Regions from separate parts of the Anser cygnoides genome. Here region 1 is linked to region 2. The links are chromatin contacts, called in public Hi-C maps. All regions are on one chromosome and are shown on one strand. Each heading gives the region's core, a stretch centred on a gene start, on an enhancer-like site or on the middle of the called end of the contact. The rest is flanking DNA. Distances are from core to core; before and after follow the strand shown.

What was found. Hi-C and Micro-C count contacts between places; a contact is called where the count stands out from the background.
Region 1: a contact with region 2 is called in a Hi-C map of liver, with 1.8 times the contacts expected there. The contact joins the promoter of SLCO2B1 here to the enhancer-like site in region 2. A contact is called at or near these places in 3 of 7 Hi-C or Micro-C datasets (all in liver).

What each region holds. Positions count from the first base shown.
Region 1 is chr1:211,581,148-211,585,855 of Taihu_goose_T2T_genome, forward strand. SLCO2B1 (solute carrier organic anion transporter family member 2B1) reads right to left here and starts at 3,052. Exons shown (of 15, transcript XM_013191275.3): 1 at 2,893-3,052.
Region 2 is chr1:211,541,770-211,546,682 of Taihu_goose_T2T_genome, forward strand. It overlaps SLCO2B1 (solute carrier organic anion transporter family member 2B1), which reads right to left. Exons shown (of 15, transcript XM_013191275.3): 9 at 551-715. Among named protein-coding and RNA genes, the nearest start is that of SLCO2B1, 40 kb to the right of the region's middle. Within about 2 kb of position 3,087, at least 2 of the 3 cell types and tissues checked have open chromatin away from gene starts, as enhancers often do. A contact at or near this core is called in liver, where this site is marked.

The DNA.
Region 1 (4,708 bases), core at 1,802-4,301, 39 kb after region 2:
TTGGGACCGGTGCTGCTTAACATTCTGTGATTCTATGATTTCAGTTTCAAAATTAGCATTTTCCAAAGCCTGGAGCTTAATGACGGGTCCCAAGGTGAGTCATGAGGCTCCCCAGCCACTCCTCAAGTCCACGTTTAGTGAGGTAAAGGCTCAAGACACCAAGTATTTGATCCGTGGGTGGCTCAGGACGTGGCACATGCAGCAGGTGCAGGATGAATCCAGGACGTGCTGCCAAACTGCAGCAAGAGCGGATGGACCAGCACCACGGAGGCACCAGGACCAAACCGGGAGCCAGGAGCTGCAGAGGGGAATTTGGGCTCCTGTTTTGGCCCAAGCAGGGTCCCAGAGATCCCTGGATGTCACAGAAGAGGCAGCACGCCCCGCATCCCAACACGGCTGGGTTGGGAGTGCTAAGGGGAGCCAGGACGAGGTGTTTCAGAGCCAGGGAACCAAAAGCGAGAAAAATGGAAGAATAGGAGAAAATGGGGAGCTGAAGAGGAATTAGAGCACGTTGCGAAACAACTAAATCACACCCAATACAGCCAGGACGATGGGAACCAGCTGGGCTCTCACAACCAGCTTAGTGCCAGCAGTTTCCCTTACAGCCCTTCACCGGCTTTTGGAGCAAACTGTCCAAAGCACAGCAAGGTTTTGGGGGGGGGGGGCCTCTGCAAACAAGGCTGCACGGCCTTTCAGCATGGCTGCGTTTCAGGGAATTGCAAAGCAGAAGGGTGCCACAAGTAGGCCCGACACATGGGCACAGCAAGGGAAGATGTTTCTTCTCCTGCTTTTCACCTTTCTGACGTCTTCCATCTGAGCACAGGACACCATAGATCAGTGCAGGGCAGAGAGTGGAAAAAAAAAAAAAAAAACACAACACGTGGTCATGAAATTTCTGCAGACAGCTGATAAAAAGCCCTTGAGAACAGATCAATATGGCTTGGACCAGTGGTGAGAAATCATATCCTGATGGGAGCTCAGATAAAGGATGCTCCATCGCCCGCTGGAGCTGTACCAGCGACCACGGGGCGAGCTGCCTCAGATGGATGCTCCAGGGGGTTATCACACACGGCCGGTGGGATGAAATATAGACGTGGATTCTGATAAGCTCCTGAAGCAGCTCAGCCCTGGCCTCTTTGTATTGCTGGGTAGCCTTGGTGCTGCCCAGCTGCTCACAACCAGCCCTGAGCATCTCTCTTTGTCTTATTTGCCCTTGTCCTTTGATTTACTCCAATGTCCTTGACTGGCATTTTGCTTCTCACCGTGGACCTGGAGCACTAAGAGCAGCAGCGCATGGTTTGGAGCCTGCCTGGGTTGGACACGAAGCAGCAGGACCTGAAAACATCACGGTACGGAAATCCCACCCATTTCCTAGCTCCAGGTTCTGCTCCAGCTCCTCCACCGTGAAGAAGATGGGGAGAAGCAGGGTTTTATTTGTGATTTGCTTGCTGGAGAAAGCCCGCGGTGCTGCTGCAAAGCGGTGCTCGCTGTGAGAGCTGCCTCGGACACACCAGGTGTGACGAGAGGAGCCGTATGCCCTTTTGGAGAGCAGAACTTCCCCAAAAGCACCAGAGGGATTCCAGGGTTCATCCTCGAGGTGTATCACGTGCCTCTTGAGCAAAAAGAAACCAGCTCAGCACGGGAGGGGTAACAGGTTTTACAGCTTCCGTGGCTGGACAGAGATAAGGGCTGAAAGCATCTGCTCCTGGAAAGGGGCAGGTCTGGGGGGGACTCGTCCCCAGGGGGGTGACGTTCCCCCTCCAGCCAGCACAGCCATCCCCATTGTCCCCGTGCCCAGGGGGAAAATTCCAGCTGAAAGCTGGCAGGAGGAGCAAACGCAGGCACAAACAGCAGGGCCGCACGAAGCACCGCGCCTTCTCCCGGCGTTTTGGGTCTCCAGGGAGGACGGGCTGGTGCTACAGCTGGAAACCAGGATGCTCTCGGGATTTAAGGGACCGCACAAACCACCTCCACCGTTTGCAAGCCCACAAAGAAGCATGTTTCACCCCAGAAGCGTGTTTTACCCCAGAGCAGTTCAGCAAGGATCTGGCCCGTGTCACCCAGTGCCCACAGGGCTTCCCCCAGGCACCTCTCACGAGCCACAAACGCCCGTCACGAGCAGCAGGGATGCAGCCAGTGCCCCGTCTGCAGGCACTGCATCTTCACCCAGCCCTGCAGAGCTGCACCAACGCTTCCAACCTGCCCTGCACCTTCCCCGCTGCCTGCCACCCCTTCCCTCTGGAGGTCCCATCAGCTTTCTGCAAGCAGGACAGCGATCCATCCTCCTTGAACTGGTGCAGAGCGGCTCCTCTCCCAGGCAATGCCCAGCCCAAAAAACTCCAGGCTGGGCAAGGTCCCCAGGTGCCACCACCACTGTCACCAGCTCCCAGGGATCCGGGGCTACCTGGCAGAGCTGGAAGAGATGTTCCCATAAACACTGGAGCAAAGCTGCAAGAGAAAGGAGCCCTGGCAGCCTTGGGGACAGGGAAACTTGCTGGAAAGTGAGAAATAAGTGGAAGCCTTAGGGGTAAGGAAACTGCAAAGTGAGCAATAAGTGGAGCTGCTTCACTGGAAAAAGGGGTTTAAGTAAGTGGGAGCAGAGAAGGAGCAACAAAAACATGCAGAAAGCCCTTGCAGAACTGGCAGTGCAAAACATTTGCAATCACTCCTTTTTTTCCTCCCTTTTTTCTCTCTTTTTTTTTTTTTTCTTTTCTTCCCTTTAGCTTTTTTTTTTTTTTTTATGCCACTAGAGAAATCCAGCCCAGGAACCAAGCAGGTTCAAGGAGCCGTGCAAAAGAAGGCAGTGAAGAAAGCAGCATGAGGAACTTCGCCGCCACCGATCTGCGAAGCACGGGGCAGACGCGAGAGCCCGGCCACTGCTGCCGTACTCACAGTTGTAGGATTCGCCCCGTCCCCGTCCCCGTCCCGTCCTGCTGGGCTGGGAGCAAAAGTTTTCCTCTGGCAGCAGCTGCCCCGGCCATTCGGTGCTTTTACTTCCCAGCCCGGAGGTGGGGATGGGTGTGCGGAGGTGGGGCTTGGGCTCCGTGTCAAAAGCCGGAGCACATTTTAACCCAAACTTTTGCAATCGTCTCTTTCGGTAGGATTTTATTTTTCTTTCGTCCCATAGGCTGCAATCCGAGCGATTACAGAGCCGCCGATGTGGTTTGCTGATGCAGGGCTTTGTAAACTCTGTGCATGGTCCCGGCACAAGCTGGGTTTGCTTTTTTTTTATTATTATTTTTTTCCCCTTTTCTCAAGGGTCCCATCCTTAGCAGGCTTTTTTGTTACGTCCATTTTCTTATTCCAGTTTCTGCCTTTGAAGCTGTGGTGATGTCCTGGGGTTTGCGATCGGGAGTTTGTATAACCCCGTGCTATTTACTTTTCAGCACTGTTTTTTGCACTAATCTGCATTTTCAGATAAGGAACCGAGGAATTAATGCACAGGCAGCCCTAGTTCGATATACCAAGAGGAAAAGGGGATTTGTCCTGGTGGCTTTGCATGTTTTGGGTTCTGGGATGGGGACGGCTGCGAGGGGGCATTGGGGATCCTCTCTCCTTGGTGTGACTGCGGGGTTTGCTCCCTCTGCAGCACCTCGGCCATCACTCTGGGCTGGGGATGGAGCTGGCCCTGGCGCAGAGACACGATGGCAAATCCTCCGAGGCTTGGAGATGCGTTGGTCCAGGGGAGCCCTGGTTTGGCAGCCCCGATGCAGCTTTTGGCTTCTTGGAGCTTCAGATGGGGTGAAGAAAGCAAAGCAAGGCTGCTGAGAGATGCTGGGTCTGGGCTATTAATTTCGAAGGTGTCGTACTGCTTTGCTTGATAACCCATGGTCTCCAGAGATGATGTTTTCAGGATTAAATGCCATAAAACACCACGAGCTTCTGCTCTCAGTGGATTGCACGCCTTAATCCTGCACGCACTTTTTCATGTTCACCTTACAGTCCTCATAAAAGTCATTTGCGTGCACCTTGAGATTGAATTGCTGCATCAGGCACTGCACGGGTGGCGGAGCTTTACACCAGACAAGTTATCTCAGACCCCCAAAAACCTGTGTTTCAGATGATTTCACAGCCCTGGATGTCTGAGCCCGGCCCTTCTCCTGCTGCTTGCCCAAAATGCTGCACCAGCTGCCCTCTCTGGCTATGCTGGGTGCCCATGGCCCCTTCAGCAAGGTCCCAGAGACAAGAGGTAGAAACTCCAACGGGGATTTTTCCCTACCCAGGGCTGTGGTTTAGCAGCAGCCAGGAGATCCACAACCACATTTTCCCCCTGGCAGTTCCTGCTGGGGTCACAGACTGGAAACGGGGTGCAACGGGCACAGTGACTTGATGTTTCCAAAGCAGAGATTATCTGCTGTCCGGGCACAAGCTCATTAAATAATAATTAAACGCCCGCCTCATTAGCCCTATCAGCAGAGATACATTTTGCTCAGTAGGAGACAGCCGAATTGGTGCGTTCAGAAATACTCCTCGCCCAAGTGACCCTGAGCTGTCCTCCCAGGCAGGGCTGCATCAGGCAGATAATGCACTGCAGAGAAAATAAACTTTATCAGCTCTCATGGGCTCTGCGATCTCTCAGGAAGGAGTTATTAGATCTTAAAAAAAAAAAAAAAAAAAAAAAAAGTATTAATATTTCACAGCTGCATAAGTCCTATCTTTCCAGAGAAGCTTTGCAGAGGGCACAGGCAGCCCCCCCAGGACCTACAAA
Region 2 (4,913 bases), core at 1,837-4,336:
ATGCCAACAGCAAGAAATTAGCCCAACTTTTATGAGCAATTAGTCTAACGATAGTAAACATTTTGAAGAGCTTAGAGCAGATTAGCACACCAGCCGGGCTGGTCTCTTGCTGCAAAGTGTCTCCAGAATGCATGCGTGTATTTTTGCTGTTTTTCATTTTATTTGCTCTCTACTTGTTAAAAGAACCTTAGCTAATGATCGATGTAAAGTAATCCCCTCCGCAGAAATATGCACAACTCAAACACGATGTTTCTTTGCTCCTTTAATGCAATGAATTCGTCTCCTCTCCTTGAACACAGTGAACTATAGATAAACATTTCCCAGGTCTTAACAGGTTTTATTTGAGCAAGGCCAGGTGGGAGGTAAAGGAAGGAAGGTAGCTAGTGCCTGAGAAGTGAGACAGGCAGGGGCCTCGTGCTGTGTCTCTCTGGAGGTGATGGAAGGAGACTGGCAGCTCCGGAGGGAGAGGTGCTCCTTCAATCATCTCCAGATGATTTTCTAAGATGAGCTCAGATGCTGGCAAGACCCTGAGCGTGACAGCAACACTTACCGATGATCATGTTGGCAAAGGACGCCGTGAGGGAGAACTGTCTCTCCAGGAACTTCCCCATGAACGTTGCTAAACCAGCGACCATGGCTGAGAGGTTGACCTGAGCCAGCACCACCAGCAGGAAGACAGGGTGGCGGAGGTTCCTCAGCAGGACCATAGGAAAGTCTGCAAGGAAAAGGGGAAATCTGCTGCATCCAGGAGAGGTGAACGGCAAAATATTACCCTGTGGAACGTAGCAAGGCTTTGAATTTCCCTGAAATTTTTGTGCAGAATTAACTATTTAGGAGGAGTGAGCTCTTCCAAAGGTTTCATTCATAAAAGGTCAGAATGTGCGCTTTCAGGGTTTGTCACGCCAGGGCTTGTGTGACAAAGTGGATATGAAGAAGTCAGGATAAAGCATCAGGACACTACAGAAACTGAACGCCCAAGCACTGCAAAACAAAAAATGTGGAAATTCTCCGGCTGAAAATGTTGATAAAATCAATCCTGTCCTGCACGGCATTTTGGAGTAAACAAATGAGCCGTTTCTAAGGGAGAACTCTTCCCATCAGAGCATTTTTGGCTGCTTCTAGTAATCCAATAGCAGCCATAGCAAAAGCACAGCTTCGGCTGAAGGCAGAGACGCAGACAAGCAGACGCAGTGGGATCATTTGTTACACATAGGACAGGGACCAGGAAATCCAGTCAACCCCCTAAAAAGAGTTTTCTGCAAATAAAGCAGCTTCCCTCTCAGCTAACAGCAGCCGTCTAACAAGACGTGTCTTGTGGGCAAGGGCTGGAGGCATCAGCAAGCTCTGAGTGAAGCATCTTGACCCAAGAAAACTGATAGCTGGCCTCGATGCTTGGGCGACGTGCTCGAGCAACCCTGAGCATCTGCTAATGCAGAGGACAAATCCATAGCAATACCTCCTGCCAGGCTCTTATTGAGAGCTGCCAGGGACCTGGGATGCTTTAGGAGGAAACCAAGTGGCTCCGGGGTAGCTTTTCAGCCTCAGCTGAACCTCTGTGCCTGTGTCTCCTGCCTCTAAAGGATGGGCTGTCCTGAGCAAGCTGAAATCTGGATATCTGTCCCCCACTGCCCATGGGCAAGTCCTGAGGGCTGCGGCGTCGAGTGGCTGCACACACGGCCCAAGTAAACACGGCCTCAGCTCCTTTCCCTGAAACTTTCTGGCATGGCTTCTTGTAAAAAAAAAAAAAAAAAAACATGTAGGAAAAGGAGCTGGGAGGTCATTAGGAGTTAATTTATTTGTTTGCTGTGGTTGCAGTTTTAATGTCCTTTCGGTTTCAGTCGCAAAGATGCATTTTTTTGATTACAGGCAAGACAAACACCAGCAGATTCCCCTGTGGCTGAACCCTCACTGCTTAAGCAAAGACCTCTTCAGCCTGCTCCTCAAAGGCATCCACCCCGCGGGATGAGGGCTGCTGAGCGCTGACACCCTCCAGCTGCAGCTCTCCAGCCTGGAGAAATTTCTCCTTCGTGCAGAGCCTGAGCCCCCTTTCTGCTCGTGCCTCTGCTCCCCCTCATTCTGTGCCTCCTCCGTGCTCTTCGTCCGGCTTTGCAGCACGCAAGCAAAGGGCAAGCATAAAGGCAACTTCCAGACAAACAGCGGATGAGCTTCCCAGATGAGGGCTCTGGAAGCCAATATGCTGGAGCAGAGATAAGGAATTAACGGGGAGGATTAATGCGAGGGCCTGCCGTAAATTAATGGTGTTAATTCTCCGCAGCTCACAAACAACTGGGACAATCTTTCTATCTGCTCCAGCAGAGGCTGCGGCAGGGAGAACCATCTGGTGCTCGCCTGGGAACTGCCCCAAGCTGTGTGTTTGTTTTAGCTCTTTTAGTCCCAAAAAGTCACACGTAGAGCAGAGACCCATTGGTGGCTGCAAGGGAGTGACCCGCAGGCAAAGGCAAAGCTCATGTTTGTAGGGGACATCGTGTCCCCAGCTCGGCTCTCTGTGCTCAGGGTTAGGCAAACAGCTCAAGGCACTGGGGAGCAACAAACCGAGGGCTCTAGGGAGGGTCCAAGGGTGCAAGGTCCAAGAGCCAAGGACCCTGAAACACCAAGATGCTGGAGAGCTGGGGGCTCTGCTGTCAGCCAGGGAGGGAAGGGGTTGTGACAATATCCCAGTGCTGAACTGATGTGGACCTCAACAAAGGGAGGTGATTTTACTCTGAAGTATCAACGAAGTCTTTGTTTTTTGAAGCATATTTCTGCCTAGTATGCATACTGGAAAATCTTACATGTATTGCAAGTATGAGACCTCCACTTGCTTGCTGAAAGATCTCCAAGAGCTAATTCAGCTTTCTTTGTGGAAGAATCATCTAAAAAAAGATTTATTTTTACCTAGAGTTTTCCAGTCTTTACCCTGTGGTCACCAGAGCAGAGCTGTAGTACTAGGACAGCCAGCAGGTCTCCCACGGCACGGTGGGGGGCAGCAAGGTTGCTGTCCTTTGCCATCACCCTCTTGTTACAAATTCAGTCTGTCTTATAGCTCTGGAGAGGAAGCTGGCCAGATACTAAAAGCAAGTGGAAAAAAAAAGTTCTAAAAACTTTAAAATAAAAAATAAAAAATCCTTGAAACCTTCTTTAGGCATCTTAGAGAAACAAACAAGTCACAAGCCCCGGGTTTTAATTGCTTCGAAGATCACCTTTAATGGATTAATTCCCAGTGTGCGCAACAGAAGCTGAACATCCTCCCAGGTGTTTTCAACAGAAGCCTAAAAATTAGCAATGGAAATGACTTCTAGCTAGCTAAATCCCACTTTCCTGATTGCTGTGAGCAGGGCTGCAGAAGGAGCACGTTGTGAGAACGAGGAGCAGGGTGCAACTCAATGTCACCCCGGCGCATCTGTGCAAGAGCCAAGCCCATTCCCCACAGTGCTTTGACTTTCCTAGTTTTGAATAACTCCAGCAAGCGGAGCCTGCTCACTTCTCAGGTAATCGACCTCATTGTTTGGAAAGGTCCCCAGTGCTTTGCCTGAGTATTTATCCAGTACACAGCTCCATCCTGTTATTGCTGGTTGTGGAGGTAAAAGCTCTTCCTGTCCTTGAAGCGCAGTTCCCAGGGCTTTGCAAAGTGCTCTCGCTGCTCATCACACCTTGTCCCAGAAAGATTTAAAGCCCAGTGGCTTGCAGAGAAATGGAGAACACGAAGCACCTCCTGGGATGGGCTCTAACCCATCCTCGCTTTGTTCCCAATAATATAAGTGGCAAAAATTCCTTGAAGCCTTATTTTGCTCTGTTATCTCCATGTGCACTGAAGCAACAGAGCAAATGACAAAATGCATTTCCTTCTCCATAATCATGCTCCATTTTGCATCACTTAAGCTGAACTAAGTGACTAAACAGCATTTCTGAACATCTTTCTCCTCCAGGTCAGCTTAGTAACTCAGTGCTTGCCTCTGCCAAGCCTTAAGAAAGTGATGAACTCTTAAAGGCATTCCTCATCCTTTCACTGCTCGAGGAGGAGCTTCAAGTGCTCTGCTGAATCACAGCCTGAACAGGCAGTGTCTGCCTCATCTGGAGCTTCCTTAGCCTTGGGCCAGGTTTGCAGAGGGAGCTGCATTTTCAGCAGGGGTATTTTACAACCTGCTTGTGGCGTTCAGAGAACAAGCGGAGGGAGGACTCTGTACGAGGGAGGAACAGGACTGAAATATCCAGGGGAAGACACGAGATGCAGATTGGAGGGCACCGCGGCTGAAAGGGCCTGCAAATCTGCTGAGCTCCATCAGTTATCTCAGCCTGAGAAGGGAGTGTCAGAGCCAGGAGCTCGTGAAAAAATCCTGGGTCAAAAAGCACCTTTCTGCAGTCCACTCTGATGGGCACAAAGTCCGAGTCCTGCCATGACAAATGCTAGCAGCCCTCAAGAGCTCTGGGACAAACACTCACTCCTTTATGCCTTTCCCCATATCTCAGTGAGTTCCAGCCCTGAGCTTTATCACTGCTGCTATTAGAAAACCCCAGGGATTTCAGCAAGGTTGCTCTCCTGGCCAAAATTACAGCCACGTCATCATTTTCTGGACTGGGACTTAGGGGATAAATTCTCAGAAATAATGAATTTATTAGCACAGCCCTGATGCAAACCCTAAGCACAGGTATTTCCTTCGCTGCACCCAGGCGCAGGGAGCTCATTTTTATTCTTTTTTTTTTTTTTTTTTCAGTGGCAGAGAGCAGAGTGTTGGTATGAACATCCCATCTGAACACTATAAATCTGTTCCCACACAATAGCTTCCAGCACCGGTGTGCTCAGCACGCTAGTTTGCTAAATGATGGTGCAAGGTCGGTGGGGGAACAGCCTCCTGGCTTGCTCCTTTAACTCAGCATCAGGCTGCGATGAGAAAATGGTGCAAACAGCAGAATAG